2 separate regions of the Danio rerio genome follow, and region 2 is linked to region 1. Evidence: chromatin contacts called from public Micro-C data. All regions are on one chromosome and are shown on one strand. Each heading gives the region's core, a stretch centred on a gene start, on an enhancer-like site or on the middle of the called end of the contact. The rest is flanking DNA. Distances are from core to core; before and after follow the strand shown. Region 1 holds the start of tp53rk (TP53 regulating kinase). Region 2 holds the start of dnajc14 (DnaJ (Hsp40) homolog, subfamily C, member 14).

Region 1 (7,052 bases), core at 2,615-5,114:
CTTTCTCCAAGACGTACAGATCCACTCCTTTATCCTCAGGAAGAGCGGAGATGTAGCTCAAGCCGAAGTCGATGAGCACCAGGTTGAAGTCTTGCTGTTGTCCTCCGCTGGTCAGCAGCATGTTGGAGGTGGTCAGATCTCCGTGAATGACGTCTTCATCGTGCATCTGAGCCAGAACTTCACCGATGCGCTCCGCCAGAGTCTGCAGACCGTCCGGCTGCGATCTGATGTGGTCTCGCACTGACACAGAGTTCACCACGTCCTGCAGGAAGATGCAGTGTGTGGCGTAGTCCACAAAATACACAACCGGTGCGCTGATGCCTGAGGAGGACAAAACAGACATCGTTACTTATTGTATTGTGGTGAACAATTCATCTGTGCATGCCATTAAGAACAAATACAAATAGTTTGCTCTTGAATTCTTTCATCGAAATCTGAATATGCACTTACTGTTTGTTTTCAGTTTAATTCTCAGATTAGGGCTGCGTCCGAAACCGCCTACTACTCAGTAGGTATTGCATATGAATTTAAACGTACTACTCGGCCGTTAGAAAAGTACGTTCTATACAGTATGAATGTGAAAAGTATGAATGGAATTCGGACGTACTACATCCGCCATTTTGTCATGGTCACGTGACCTACCTGCGTCAGTTGCGTCGCTTTACTTCCATTCATGAATTCTCTCGCGGGGCATCATGGGATAGCGCAGCATGCATGGGATGCGCACTCCGGAATCTCGCCGGAAGTAGTAAGTCATCCAGGTACTTCTCGCATACTAATTTTCGAATTCTATGAATTGGGACATACTACTCGGCTCGCATACTGATTTTGGCGCACTATATAGTATGGAAGTATGCGGTTTCGGACGCAGCCTAGGTCTGTCTGAAGTATTGGGCGTGGCTAACACACTTAACCACACCCCTCTAGCTGTCAGTTTTGACAACAAACAGAAATGGTGAGGAGGAGGAGGAGTCTTAGGTAGGGCTGGGCGATATATCAGGTTCTGGGGATATATCGATATGATTCCCTAACGCGAAGCAAGATTATACAATATCATTTATATCGATATGGTTCGAGGCCACACGTGCGCATTCTGCACGAAACAGATCACTCCAAGGTAGCAAATGAATGATTCACTCCATGAGTCAAATAAAAGATTTGTTCAAAATGGGGGGATTTGGAGCAGGTATGAAGATGGTGGCACATTGGGTTTGTGGGGTGGAATTCTGGGAGTTTTCCAGAAGAGAGAACAATCGGGAGATGGCCAGAAGATGGGTATGAAATATGGGAGATTCCCAGGAAAAACGGGAGTGTTGGCAGGTGCATGCACATCACAGCGGTTTATCAGAAACCTTTTATTGATCATTTCTTCCACAATTGACAGCAAGAACGAACATAGACGCCCTGTCAAATTGACATGCAGCACCTGAATGTGTTCAAAAGAACTAAAAGCGCCAAAATGGGAGGAATTTATAGGGCATTTCGAAAGTGAAACCACCTCATATTCACTGATTATCAGTTCAGGATTTATTACACGACGGTCTCTTCTGTACATTTCCACTTTAACACATTTAGCTCCGCGTTCTGCTCTGTTATAATGACGGTTTACATGCTTATTTATATGCTTAACATCACAGTACTCTGAAACTATTTTGTTACTTCTCATATCTATAGTCTATTCGTTTTCATCTCCTTATTTATAATATTTAGTAAAACGAGTTTAGTCAAAACAAAAGAAAAAGTGTAGGATTTTTTACATGACGTGAAAGACTTCTCTTTAGATATCTTGGATATGTGCACTGTTTAATAACTGTGCACAATACATACATACATGTAAATGTGTAACTAAAAACACATACAGCTGATTTAGTTGTTGTTTAAATCACTCAACTGTGCTATACAGGAATACTTATAACAACACTGTAACTGTGACATAAAATACAGTTTCATATTAACATTCATTGTGTTTCATTTCTATCCTACAATACTTTTTGTTGTGTCACTATTTAAGTGTGTCCTATTTTGCTCTGACAATAGCTGTTTTCTATAATTCTGTTTACTTTATTATTTGCACAGCAGCACAGTAGTGCTGTGAATAGTGTTAAGCAGGAAAAAAACCCTGTACTGTTTTTATTTATTAAAGATTTTGTTTACAATTTGAAATGTTGTGCAACTTGTCGTTTTAAGCAGGAGAAATCCCTGAACTGCCTTTTATTTATCAGAGATTTTGTGCAGCTGTTCTTTTTTGTGCAGCTGTTTATTTGTAAACAGGGAGGGAAACCCCTGTGTTTGAATTATATTTTGCTCAAAGAATGTTTAATAAAGTTTTAATAAAGGCTTTTACTCTCAAGTGACCATTTATGGGAAAATACCGGATATATCGTATACCGTCGTTCCTCCTAGAAATACTGGGATATGATATTTTGCACATATCACCCAGCCCTACTGTTAGGTTGTAATAACTCTCCCCAAAACCTTTAAAGAGGTAAAGTTGGTGTTATATTCGCACATTCGTTCATTTAGCAGTCCCTATATTGTTTACTATGTAACGTTAAATATTCGATCGGAATTAGCATGCAAGTATGACTAAACAGCACAGGGGCGGACTGGCCATCTGGCAATTCTGGCAAATGCCAGAAGGGCCGGACTAATTTTTAAATGTGGGCCGGTCAGTTTTTTTTTTTTTTTTTTAATATGTATTGTTCTTACATGCAGGCAGCTTTTATGTCTTGCTAGATGTGATATTATAATGATGATAATAAAAATAATAATAATAATAATTATAAATGTTAAGCATTTGGCCCAATTGGTGACGGCCGCCTGATTTCAAGATGGGCCGACCCAATCCGAGGTTACCCGGACGTAATCCAAATCCAGCAAGAATGTCATATTATTTCACCATCTGTACACCAAAATATATAGTAAATGTCTGTGTCCGTGGGTGGGTTGTGTCGATGTGGTAATGTGGCTACAATGCCAGGGCTGAATTTTTGTCCCAGTCCGCCCCTGCAACAGCATTAACACTATTTAATTTACTGTGAACAATGCTGTACTTTGACAGTCATTTGCTGCTAATATGATTTCCCTAATTAGAATTTGCAAATAATACCTTTCTGACATTATATTATTAAAGAGAACGTCTGAATATCCAAATATAAAACCAACTTTACCTCTATTATAAATAACGTGGTTTAAGCGATGGATCTGCGACAGAGAAACTACAGGTTTTGGGAAACTCTCGTCACTACATCTTTCTTTTCCCAAATGATGCATCTTACTATGATAGTTCAGCCGCGAGTTATGTCGTTGTTTGGGAAACGCACCCTAGGTCAGAAAACTCAAAAGTAACGTAACACATTACTTACCGGAAATAGCAAATAAGTAACGCAATTAGTTACTTTTCAGGAGAGCAACTCAATACTGTAATGCATTACTTCCAAAAGTAACTCCCCCTTACCCTGAATGACTTCAAAACAACATTAGCTCCTTTTAACAATGTGAACAATTTAGTACTTTGCTAGTCATTGGCTGCTAATATGATTTCACTATTAAGAGTTTGTGCTTAGAGCAGCACTGACCGGCTCTCCTGCAGCGCAGTATGGAGCGCACCTCCTGTGTTGTTCTGCGGCGCGTCAGTTTCTCATCCACTTCCGGATGGCGGTATAACTTGGGAAATCTCTCCTTAATAATCACAGAGCGCCCCAAAAACGTGCTTCGATAGACCCGAGCCTCAGCGCCCTGTTTAATCATCTGCGCCTCTTTTAAATAGGACGGGACAGCCGCTTTTGCTGAGTCTGTTTGAGCCATGATCCAAAATAAACCCTCTGACAGACTGCCATGTGCCGCGCTCTTCTTCTACTACTACTGTTATGAGATACACGAGCGCACAGCGACATCTGGGGGTGAGTCTGGATGGGATACAGCTGCGGATGCTCTCAGGCATAATGTGGCATAATTTTTGACACTGAGACTGTGTACACCAATAATTCATATACATTACTGTGAGGGTTGAATTTAGACATTAATAAAAATACAATTAATCGGTTATTAAATAAATAATTGTATATTGTATTATTATATTGTAAAGCATTATGTCAGCTGTGATAACAAACAGACATCTTTCTATTCTGTTCTGTTCTATTCTATTCTAATATAACGACACAGTATGCCACCTCGGATAAGTAACAAAACTTCCTTATATTATATTATATATTATATTATATTATTATATCATCTTATTTTTGTTAGTAACAAGAATGTCTATAGTAAAGAAGATCTTATTGAAAATATAAAACTAAACATATTACAGAAACAATGCATTATGCTGACTGTTCTTATTTTTTATTATATTACATTATATTATGATACATTATAACAACTGTGAAAATGATCAGAACATCTTTATTTAGTTATATTTTATTGTATTATATTATATCATCTTATGTTTGTACTGTGAAAATGATCATTTCTTTATTTAGTTTTACTTTATTTTTGGTTATTATATTATATATATTATGTGACATTACATAACATTAATAGGACAATATAATGATAATAATATAATAATAAACAGAACATACATACTTATGAATATTATTATTATTATTATTGCTTGAACTGACAATACAAGAACATCAGAACTAAGTCCAAGGGATCACAGACAGATCATAAAAAACTCACAAATATTCATAGTCATAAGAAAAAATATAAATCACATACAAATAATACCATTAGACAGAAAGGGAAAGAATAGAATTATAGTATTAATAATAATAAAATAATCATACTAAATATTATAAAATAATAATAAAATTTTAAAAAAATAAACAAATGCATAAAATTGCAGTGACACCTAAACAAATCACCGTAAGAAAAGCAACTAAAATCGAGGATCTTCTTTAAATACATCTGCATAATATTTCAGAAAATAATATAAAATAATTAAAAATAAGTGTTTTAGACTAAAGCAAAAAGTATTGGCAGAATTAAATATATGAGAACTATTTACTAATGTCTCTTATATTATTTTATTGCTTTATACGGTTTTATATTACATTACATTTTATTATATTATACTATATTATATTAAGTAGTATTATATTATATAATATTATATTGACGCATTATGCCAGTCATGTTAAGTACAGAACTTCAATGTATTATATTATATTGTATAATATAATATAATATAATATAATATGATATAATATAATATAATATAATATAATATAATATAATATAATAATGACGCGTTATGGCAGATGTGATAAGTGCAGTAGGTCTTTGTCCCAGTAGAGCTCATACTGTAGAGTTCACAGCTCCTGCCACGTCGCTGCTGCAGTTGCACTTCCTCAGATGAACAGGAGAAACTTCCAGCGAACTTTCCAACAACAAAAGACTGATGTAAACCCCGGATACAGAAGCTTTTCTATTATAAACTCTGACTATGTTTTATCTTCAGCGATGTCCAGTTTGATATCGGGATGAAACATCTGCTGATGTGCTGAAATGTGAGTTAGCGGTTGAGCTACTTTTAGTTCTACCTCCGCCTTTCGTCTTTTGTTTTTATCCTCGCTCCTTAACAGACTTGAGATAACTGTCCAGCTACAAATGGACTCTATAAACTCTACAAACAAGATCTCCAGGGTCAGCACTGGAGGTAAAAACACATAAACACGAACTCGGGGATATTTTTAGCTAATGAGAAGCGCTTTCAAGAGCTCCTCATCTGATTGAATCACAGTCGTCATGGCGACAGCCCGACACTGATTACAGACCAGACTGAGCTTCAGTTCGGTTTCATTCACTCTCTGTGTGTTTGTTATGATAATAATAGATGATGTTCGCCGACGAGGCAGACTTGTTTCGTATTTGATGAAGCAGCATCTTTAAATTCTCATCAAAATGGGTAAGTTGGACTTTTGTTTTGTGTTCTCTAGTGTTATTTAACAAAAAGTAAAGCGGTGTAACTTCGCTAACGACTTTTGGTTTCCAGAACGTTATGGGAAAGTTAGTTTTTGGTTCTCTGGACGTTGTTTTTAAAGGGATAGTTCACTCCAAAACAAAAAGTTACTCACTATTTACTCTCTCAAATGGTTAACGAGTTTTATTATTATGTTGAACATAAATGTAGTTATTTTGAAGCTGAAAACCTGCAACCATTGACTTCCATAGTAGGAAAAACAAATACTATGAAAGTCAATGGTTACAGTTTTTTTTTTTCAGTTTTCTGCAAAATATCTTCTTTTGTGTTTAACAGAAGAAACAATTGTCAAAATAAATGTTTTGAAACAAGTAAAAGAGGACAGAATTTACATTTTTGGTTGAACTGTCCCTTTAAGGCTAGTTTTGTTTAATAATTCCATTAATATTTATGTTAGTACATATTTAAAGTAACACTTACATGCATTATATTTCAAATTATATTAAAATGTGAAGTATATTTTTATAGAATTGCTTTCAAAATTATTTATTATTCAGAATTTTCTGTTTATTTTATGTTCATATTTAATAAGTAAATTTTTATTTTTTAAATATCTCTAAATATTACAGTATTTTAATATTGTTTCATATTTCAATACATTTAAATATTAATTTAATTGAAATAAAAAATAATTTAAAAATAATTTATTTTAATATTTGAACTGTTTTTTATACTACATTTTTAAAGAACATTTTAAATGTTTTTATTTAGTATTTAATACATTTATTTAATTAGATCTAATGAACTTTCAGGAAGGCTAGTTTTTGGTTTGTCATGATAGTTCTTTACGGAAATTGAACGTTAGTATTTGGTTATTCTAACATTAGTTTTGGTTCTTTAAAAAACAATTTATCAAGTTGGAATCAAAGAAACGTTACGTAGGAATGTTACCTGTTTGCTGGTAATATAATTGATTAGGTTATCTTTAGACTAGAGCAAACAAATATGACATTTTTGATCAGTTATCTACTTTTTAACCTGTTATACTTTATTTATGCACACAATCGATTAGTGTAAGGATAACATAAAGGAATTAAGTTACTTTTTAGTTTTTGTCAAATTTAAAAAA
Region 2 (7,052 bases), core at 2,160-4,659, 150 kb before region 1:
TAATGAGGGAAAGATGGTCACTAGTGGGCGGGGATTTCCACCTTTGAATGACACATACAAAGGGAGAATGTCAATCAATACATTTATTTAGACCATTAGAAGCTGGTTAAATTCGCACACTGTTGCCACAAGACTGTTTAAACCATAGACTGTAAAATATATGGACGTAGTATCCGTGACGTCACCTATAGGTTTCTAAAGAGCGCAAAAGAAGCCACAAGTAGATGCGGACAACCGTTGCTATTTTGTTCGCGCGTCATCAAACCCACGGCGGGATACCAAACAAGGGCAAAGAGGCGGAGAGTGAGCAGAGCTACAGACACCTGCTGGCATTTAGCTTGGACCTGGTTCAGACACACTTTACTTTGGGAGAACGCTCAATACTTTATCACCTGCGACTCGTTTGTATTCAGATCACTTGTGCTTGGTTGTACATTATATCAATAAAGTGTTTAAACTTTTAAAAACACTGCTGTAATACATTGAGCCACTAAACATTGTTCTTATGACGTTTTTCAACAGGAGGAAAACGCGAATTACTTACAAACACTTCAGATATAGTCTGTATAAGTTAATGTAAGACTATTGATGAAATCCAGCATAACACTGTATGATAACGCTTCAGATGACGGTTCTAGAGCCTACAGCTAATCAATCCATCAGATTCTGGAGTGCATTACAGCTCTAAATATAAATATAAACGATAAATGATCTTAAATAAAACAAATACATGTATAGAGATTGTATACAAGTATATAACTTTACTCACATGTGAAACGAAGGCCACGTGAATGGTTTGTGAGCACAATTAAGTGCACTCAGCATGCCATGCCATCTAATAATTGTAGGAAACAAGTCCAAAAGGCAGTTGACTGTGTGAAGCCACATAAAACAACACAGAAATACGATAAATATGCCGAGTTCAGTGACTAATCTGCAGGATTCAGCTGAGGTGACGTGACGGCGACCAACGAGACCTAGCTGTCACTCAAGTGGCCACGCCCTTAATTATGTAAACTTAATATAACTTAATATAAAGGAAACGGATGAGTTATAAAAGAATTCACCCCCCTAACAGTTGTCATGAAGGGTAATATTAGCTGTATTAACCAAAATCTTTTTTTGTACCAGGCTGTAAACACCGTTTTTTCTGCTGTAAAGTTGGCCATTCTAACAGTGGGCTCAATTGAAATTTGCTCTGTTTTGGAGCCAGGAGCGGCCAGGACTAGCGGAATTTCGAATGAATTGCAGTTTTAGTTACTTCTGTATTGGCTTCCTGAGGGAGAGCGGGAGGTTGCCGCTTGGTTTAAACCCCTTATAAAAGTGATGTTTGCCTAACAAGTCCCCTTCAAAACAATGAATTAACACAATTTAACAAAGTATAACTTAATTATAAGCGTGTAAATACTTCAAATCAGGTTCAAACTAAACTGCAGAAATTGAGTTTAAAAAGTCTGACATAAATGACAGAGCATGTGTTACTGCTGTTCAAAACCATAGTGGACCTTATCAAGTGTACTTAATCAAATGCACTGCAATAACACCTAAAGGCTTGAGAATACCCATGATGCACTGTGAGGGTTATAACCAAATAAATTATGTCTTATCAGACTCCAGCATGAACAATACATCCATCCAGCCAGGTTCAACGTGTAATATTGCACAATACCGCACAAGAATAATTTAATTGTTTTATTCAATTGAATAAATAAAGTTTATTGCTTGTAAATAAATCATTTTATACAGTTGAAGACAAAGGGTTTATCCCTCCTGTACATGTTTTACTCTTTTTCAAACATTTTCCAGGTTATTTTTCTGTTCTACATTTCTTCTGGACATTATTTCTTAAAATGAATGTGTTGCTTGCAATTTATTTGTAACATTTTCGCGTGCAAGATATTTCTACAGGTTTTTCAGTGTAGTTGCCACAACATAGAAGTATTTTTCGCAAACTCTAAATAGTGAAATCATATTAGCAGCCAATGACTATCAAAGTACATCATTGTTCACAGTCAAATAAGCAGTGTTAATGTTGTTTTCAAGTCATACTTGCATGCTAATTCCGATCGAATATTCAAAGTAAGATGGTAAACAATATAGAGACTTCTAAATGAACAAATGTCTGAATATAAAACCAACTGTACCTCTACAATATATCGTGATATATTGTATCATGACATGTATCATATCGTGGGCCTGTTTCAGAAAGGAGGTTAAGTGAAAACTCAGAGTATTTTAACCCTGAAATAAGAGAAACTCAGGGTTTTCCGTTTCAAAATGGCAGGTTTGTTAAACTGGAGAAAGCAGGGTGAGTCAAACCTGTTTCTGAACGAGAGGTAACTTTAACTCAGAGTAAGTTACCGTGGCAACTTACTCTGTGAACCTAACCTGGTCAGGAGCAGTTTTTATTCTCTAAACTCAGAGTTTCTGTCAGTCTCCTCCCCTTTTTTAAAGACGAAGTTTCCACCCACCGATTTTAATGCTCATTTTGGAGATGCTCATAAAAGCGATTGATGGAAACCTCATGATGCACATAACTTTGGAAAACACACATAAAAAACACGCACAAAACTAATATAAAACAATATAGAGACTAAATGAAGGAATGTGCGAATATAAAACCCACTTTACCTCTATAACATATCGTGATATATTGTGTCGTGACATGTATCATATCGTGAGGCACTTGCCAATACACAGCCCTAATTCACTGTGAACAATGATGCACTTTGATAGCCATTTGCTGCTAATATGATTTCCCCATTTAGAATTTGCAAATAATACTTTTTTGAAATGATATTATTAAGGAGAATGTCTGAATATCCTACTATAAAAATAACGTAACCTCTATTGTTTTAGCAGCTTTCTTTGACGTTAAGTTAGCTTGTTGTTGACTGACTCAAAATTAAACACACGACTGGTAATGCTAGTAAATTAGCAGAACTTAACGCTTTGAGTCACACAGCTAACACTACATAAACAAAACTCATATCGTAGCATTTAATAACGCTTTTCAAGCAGTTCTCAGATCAGAGCCACGAGGGAAGAATGAATGTAAACATGTAAACATCACATGTAACTTACTGAACTCTCCGTCCTGATAAAGTGCATTAGCATCGACTCTCCAGCTGCTGCCAACAGATGCTTTACAGACACAGCTTGTGTTTCTCCTCAGTGTTTATGTCTTATTGTCTTTATATGTGTTTAATCTCTTCATTTGCGGTGCTGTGTTGCTTTAGCGGATATGCTAACAGAGAAGCTGCAACCGCTAGCGTTGCTGCAGCATTACGGTAAACGAACGGCGTACAGGCGGTACAGCTGATCTCGGGTGTAAAACGAGTTTAAAGCAGCTCAGTCCGTCTTCTCGCCTATCTTTAGCTGCTTTCACTGTCCTTCTCTCTCCATTCCTGTTCACTTCCGGGTACAGCAGCAGCAGCGCGGGAACGTCACTTCCGTTTAAGTCATCTTTTCTGTCATCAAAGAGCTTAGAATGACCTAGAGGCGAGCGCCCAGCAACAGCCCCGGATTCCGCCATTTAGGAGTGAAAGCGATCGGCTGTCCATTGGATCTTGTTGCTGTTGCGATGGCAAGCAGCCGCTTTGTTTTTTATTAATTATGTAAAAAGTGCATCAAGGCTGAGATACAACCTGAAAGATGACAAAACAACACTTGCTATCACAATCATCAGCACTTTTAATAGTTTATTTTACAGACTTATAATATGCTGTTATTCCATTGGAGTTTTCATTCCAAAATGGCCGCCGCGCCATCTAGTGGCTGTTTACCGTATTGCACTAGAGTGTCGCCTCTAGGTGATTCTTTGCTGAAATTCTACATAAACTTCTTCCGTCTTCTGAAGATTTTTCAAGTGTATCTCCTCCTAAGCCTTTCAAGCTACATACTTTAAACTTTCGTCAAACCTTAAAAATGATCTGACTCAGGTTGTTATGTCTTTTCTAACTGATCCGACTTTCGGTTTTCCGAAAAACGACCTAGAAAATTCCCAAAAGTCCCATTGATTTAACATTTGTGAGCTCATATCTCTGCATCAGACTATCCTACAGACTAGAGTCTGGCCTCATTCAACACTGTCTAGCCAGCAGCCAATCACTGATGACATTTACACTTACAAGCCACCCCCTAGCAACCAGTTTCAGCACCCTAGCAACTGTCTCATAGACTGTTACTAGCTATTCTGACACATGCTAATAGTTTTAAAATCTTACTGACACACTAATCGTGCTAGAAACATGCTAGCAACACACTAGTGAAATACTAGTCATGCTAACACATGCTAATTCATGCTAACAACATACTAATTCAAGCTAGAAACAATCTGATTCATGCTAGAATCATGCTAGTAACACGCTAGAATCATGCTAGTAACATGCTAATCCAGGTTAGAATCATGCTAGTAACATGGTAATTCATGTTAGAATCATAATAACAACATGCTAATTCATGTTAGAAACACGCTAGTAACATACTAATCCAGGTTAGAATCATGCTAGTAACATAATTCATGCCGGAATCATTCTAATAACATGCGAATTCATGCTAGAATTATGTCAACAATATGCTAATTCATACTAGAATAATGCTAGTACCATGGTAATTTATACCGGAAACATAGTAACATGCTAATTTATGCAAGAATCATGTTAATTCATGCTAATTCATGCTAGAATCATGCTAAGTTATACTAGCAATGTTAGTAACATGCTAATGCATGCTAGAATCATGTTAGTAACATGCTGAATCATGCTAGAAACATGCAAACAACATGCTAATTTATGCTAGAATCATGCTAACAATGTGCTAAATCATAATAGAATCATGTTAACATTATGCTAATTTGTGTCAGAAGCATGCTAATTCAACGCAGGGTAGTATTATGCTATTACGAACCTCAGACACGGATCAACTTTAAAGCTTTTAAACGGGTTTGCTTTACTCTTTAAAGTGGTTGCATTGTTGACTGCTTTTAGTGGAAGGTAACATTTTGTCCATCATCAGAGGTCTCTGTTAACCCTGAACTGTTATGTGAAAATAATTAATTATTCAATAAATAATCCATAATAATTCACTTAATTGTGATTAAAGATGTCATCTGCTCCTTCCCCTGCAGAAAAACCCAGCTTAAACCAGCCTAGGCTGGTTGTAGCTGATCGACCAGGCTGGTTTTGGAGGGGTTTTGGCCATTTCCAGGCTGGTTTCCAGCCATGTCCAGCCTGGTCTTAGCTTGTCAGGCTGGTAAATGACCAGCTAAATCCAGCTAAAATCAGCTTGACCAGCCTGGTTTAAGCTGGACATGGCTGGTTTTGGCTGGGCTCTCCGCCTGGCTAGGCTGGTCAAGCTGGTTTTAGTTGGTCATCTCCCAGCCTGACCAGTTAAGACCAGGCTGGAAATGGCTGGGAACCAGCCTGGAAATGGCCAAAACCCCTCTTAAACCATCCTGGTCAACCAGCTAAAAATAACCAACCAGCTTAGGCTGGTTTAAGCTGGATTTTTCAGTAGGGTCAGCACTTAGATAATACATTTATAATTGTTTAAAAATTCTGCTTATCAGTGTTAGTGGTTATTGTGGTAAAGTTTATTCAAGCTAATTGTGATGTTATGAAACCATCATTTAATGCAATGTAATGTTTTTATTTTCTTTTTTTGTCACAGCACTGGGTGAATGCCATTGTTCCACATTAAAGTAGAGCAAACATTTATAAATCAGTGTAAAGTGCGTGGTCCTCCAGGTGGCGCTGTTGTTTCAGTGATTTCAGTGAGTGATTATTTTATAATCTTGAAGTAAACAATTAAAAAAGTACAACACAGGAATAGTGAGACAAGGCTATGGAGGTATATCTATCTATCTATCTATCTATCTATCTATCTATCTATCTATCTATCTATCTGTCTGTCTGTCTGTCTGTCTGTCTGTCTGTCTGTCTGTCTGTCTGTCTGTCTGTCTGTCTGTCTGACATTCTCTGGCAGCTTATTTTCTTTCTTTCTGTCTATCTATCTATCTATCTATCTATCTATCTATCTATCTATCTATCTATCTATCTATCTATCTATCTATCTATCTATCTATCTATCTATCTATCTATCTATCTATCTATAAAATTATTTGACATTTCATTTCTTCTTCTTTTTCTTTACATGTGCTCACCAACCAGAGAGAGTGACGTGTGGTGCCGGGGAATCCCGCTGCTCAAGCCGCGTCACAGAGCTCCGATCCCCGCCTACAGACACGGTGATCTCCGGCGCCCATCCACCACACACAACCCATGCGTTCTCTTGCATTAAAACCAGACTCCCATTTTAACTACATAATAGCGCTGTGTACATAATTGATTTCTACCAAACATTATAGGCAAACATGTTAATAAATGGAGCGAATTCCCCGTGCATCCACACCCGAAGAAAAGGGCGCTCCCCCCAGAGCCTAGCCCGGAGAGGAAGGCTCTTATTCGGTCAGATGGCGTGCCGCAGTCCGCCCACGCGTTTCTCGCGCCCACACAGCAGCGAAAGGAGCGTCATTAACTGAGCGCACAGCAGAACAGAGAGACAACAACACAAGAGTTTCAAGAACATTCACATCTGCAGAATAAGGTCTTACAAGCACAGAAAACAACACGAAATAGGGCGTAAAGGTTGAAGTCTAATTACAGAACCAAAAAGTTTGACTCGTTTGAGTGGCAGAAGTTTTCACTGGAGGCTCAAGATTCCGTCTTGAAGACTCTCGAGGTGAGTAGTTCAACTGCATGATTACCTGCATTTTTAGTGTAACTACTACAACTGTATAGGCTATTTATAGCAGCAGAAAAAGCTGAGTAACACCATCTCTGGATATGATGTTTACTAAGTGCAAGTTATAAAGCATTATAATGCTTTACAAATAGTGCATAGTTTGTGTGTGTGTGTGTGTGCTATCAGTTTTTATACACACTTAAATTGCTGGGTTGTTTTAGTTGGGTTAAATATGGAAAAACCCAACCATTGGGTTAAAATTTGTAATTTAAAATTAATTGAATAAACAACCCAGCATTTGTGTGTGT

The links. A called contact is a pair of places that touch in the nucleus more often than the background predicts.
Region 2: a contact with region 1 is called in a Micro-C map of caudal fin, with 2.9 times the contacts expected there. The contact joins the promoter of dnajc14 here to the promoter of tp53rk in region 1. A contact is called at or near these places in 2 of 18 Hi-C or Micro-C datasets (caudal fin and hematopoietic stem cells).

What each region holds. Positions count from the first base shown.
Region 1 is chr11:2,492,621-2,499,672 of GRCz12tu, reverse strand. tp53rk (TP53 regulating kinase) reads right to left here and starts at 3,864. Exons shown (of 2, transcript NM_001020550.2): 1 at 3,579-3,864; 2 at 1-321. The coding sequence starts at 3,807. It overlaps slc2a10 (solute carrier family 2 member 10), which reads left to right and starts at 5,829. Exons shown (of 5, transcript NM_001111163.1): 1 at 5,829-5,908. The coding sequence starts at 5,905.
Region 2 is chr11:2,640,685-2,647,736 of GRCz12tu, reverse strand. It overlaps dnajc14 (DnaJ (Hsp40) homolog, subfamily C, member 14), which reads right to left and starts at 3,409. Exons shown (of 9, transcript XM_073916240.1): 1 at 3,085-3,409. nab2 (NGFI-A binding protein 2 (EGR1 binding protein 2)) reads left to right here and starts at 6,234. Exons shown (of 7, transcript NM_001114482.1): 1 at 6,234-6,741.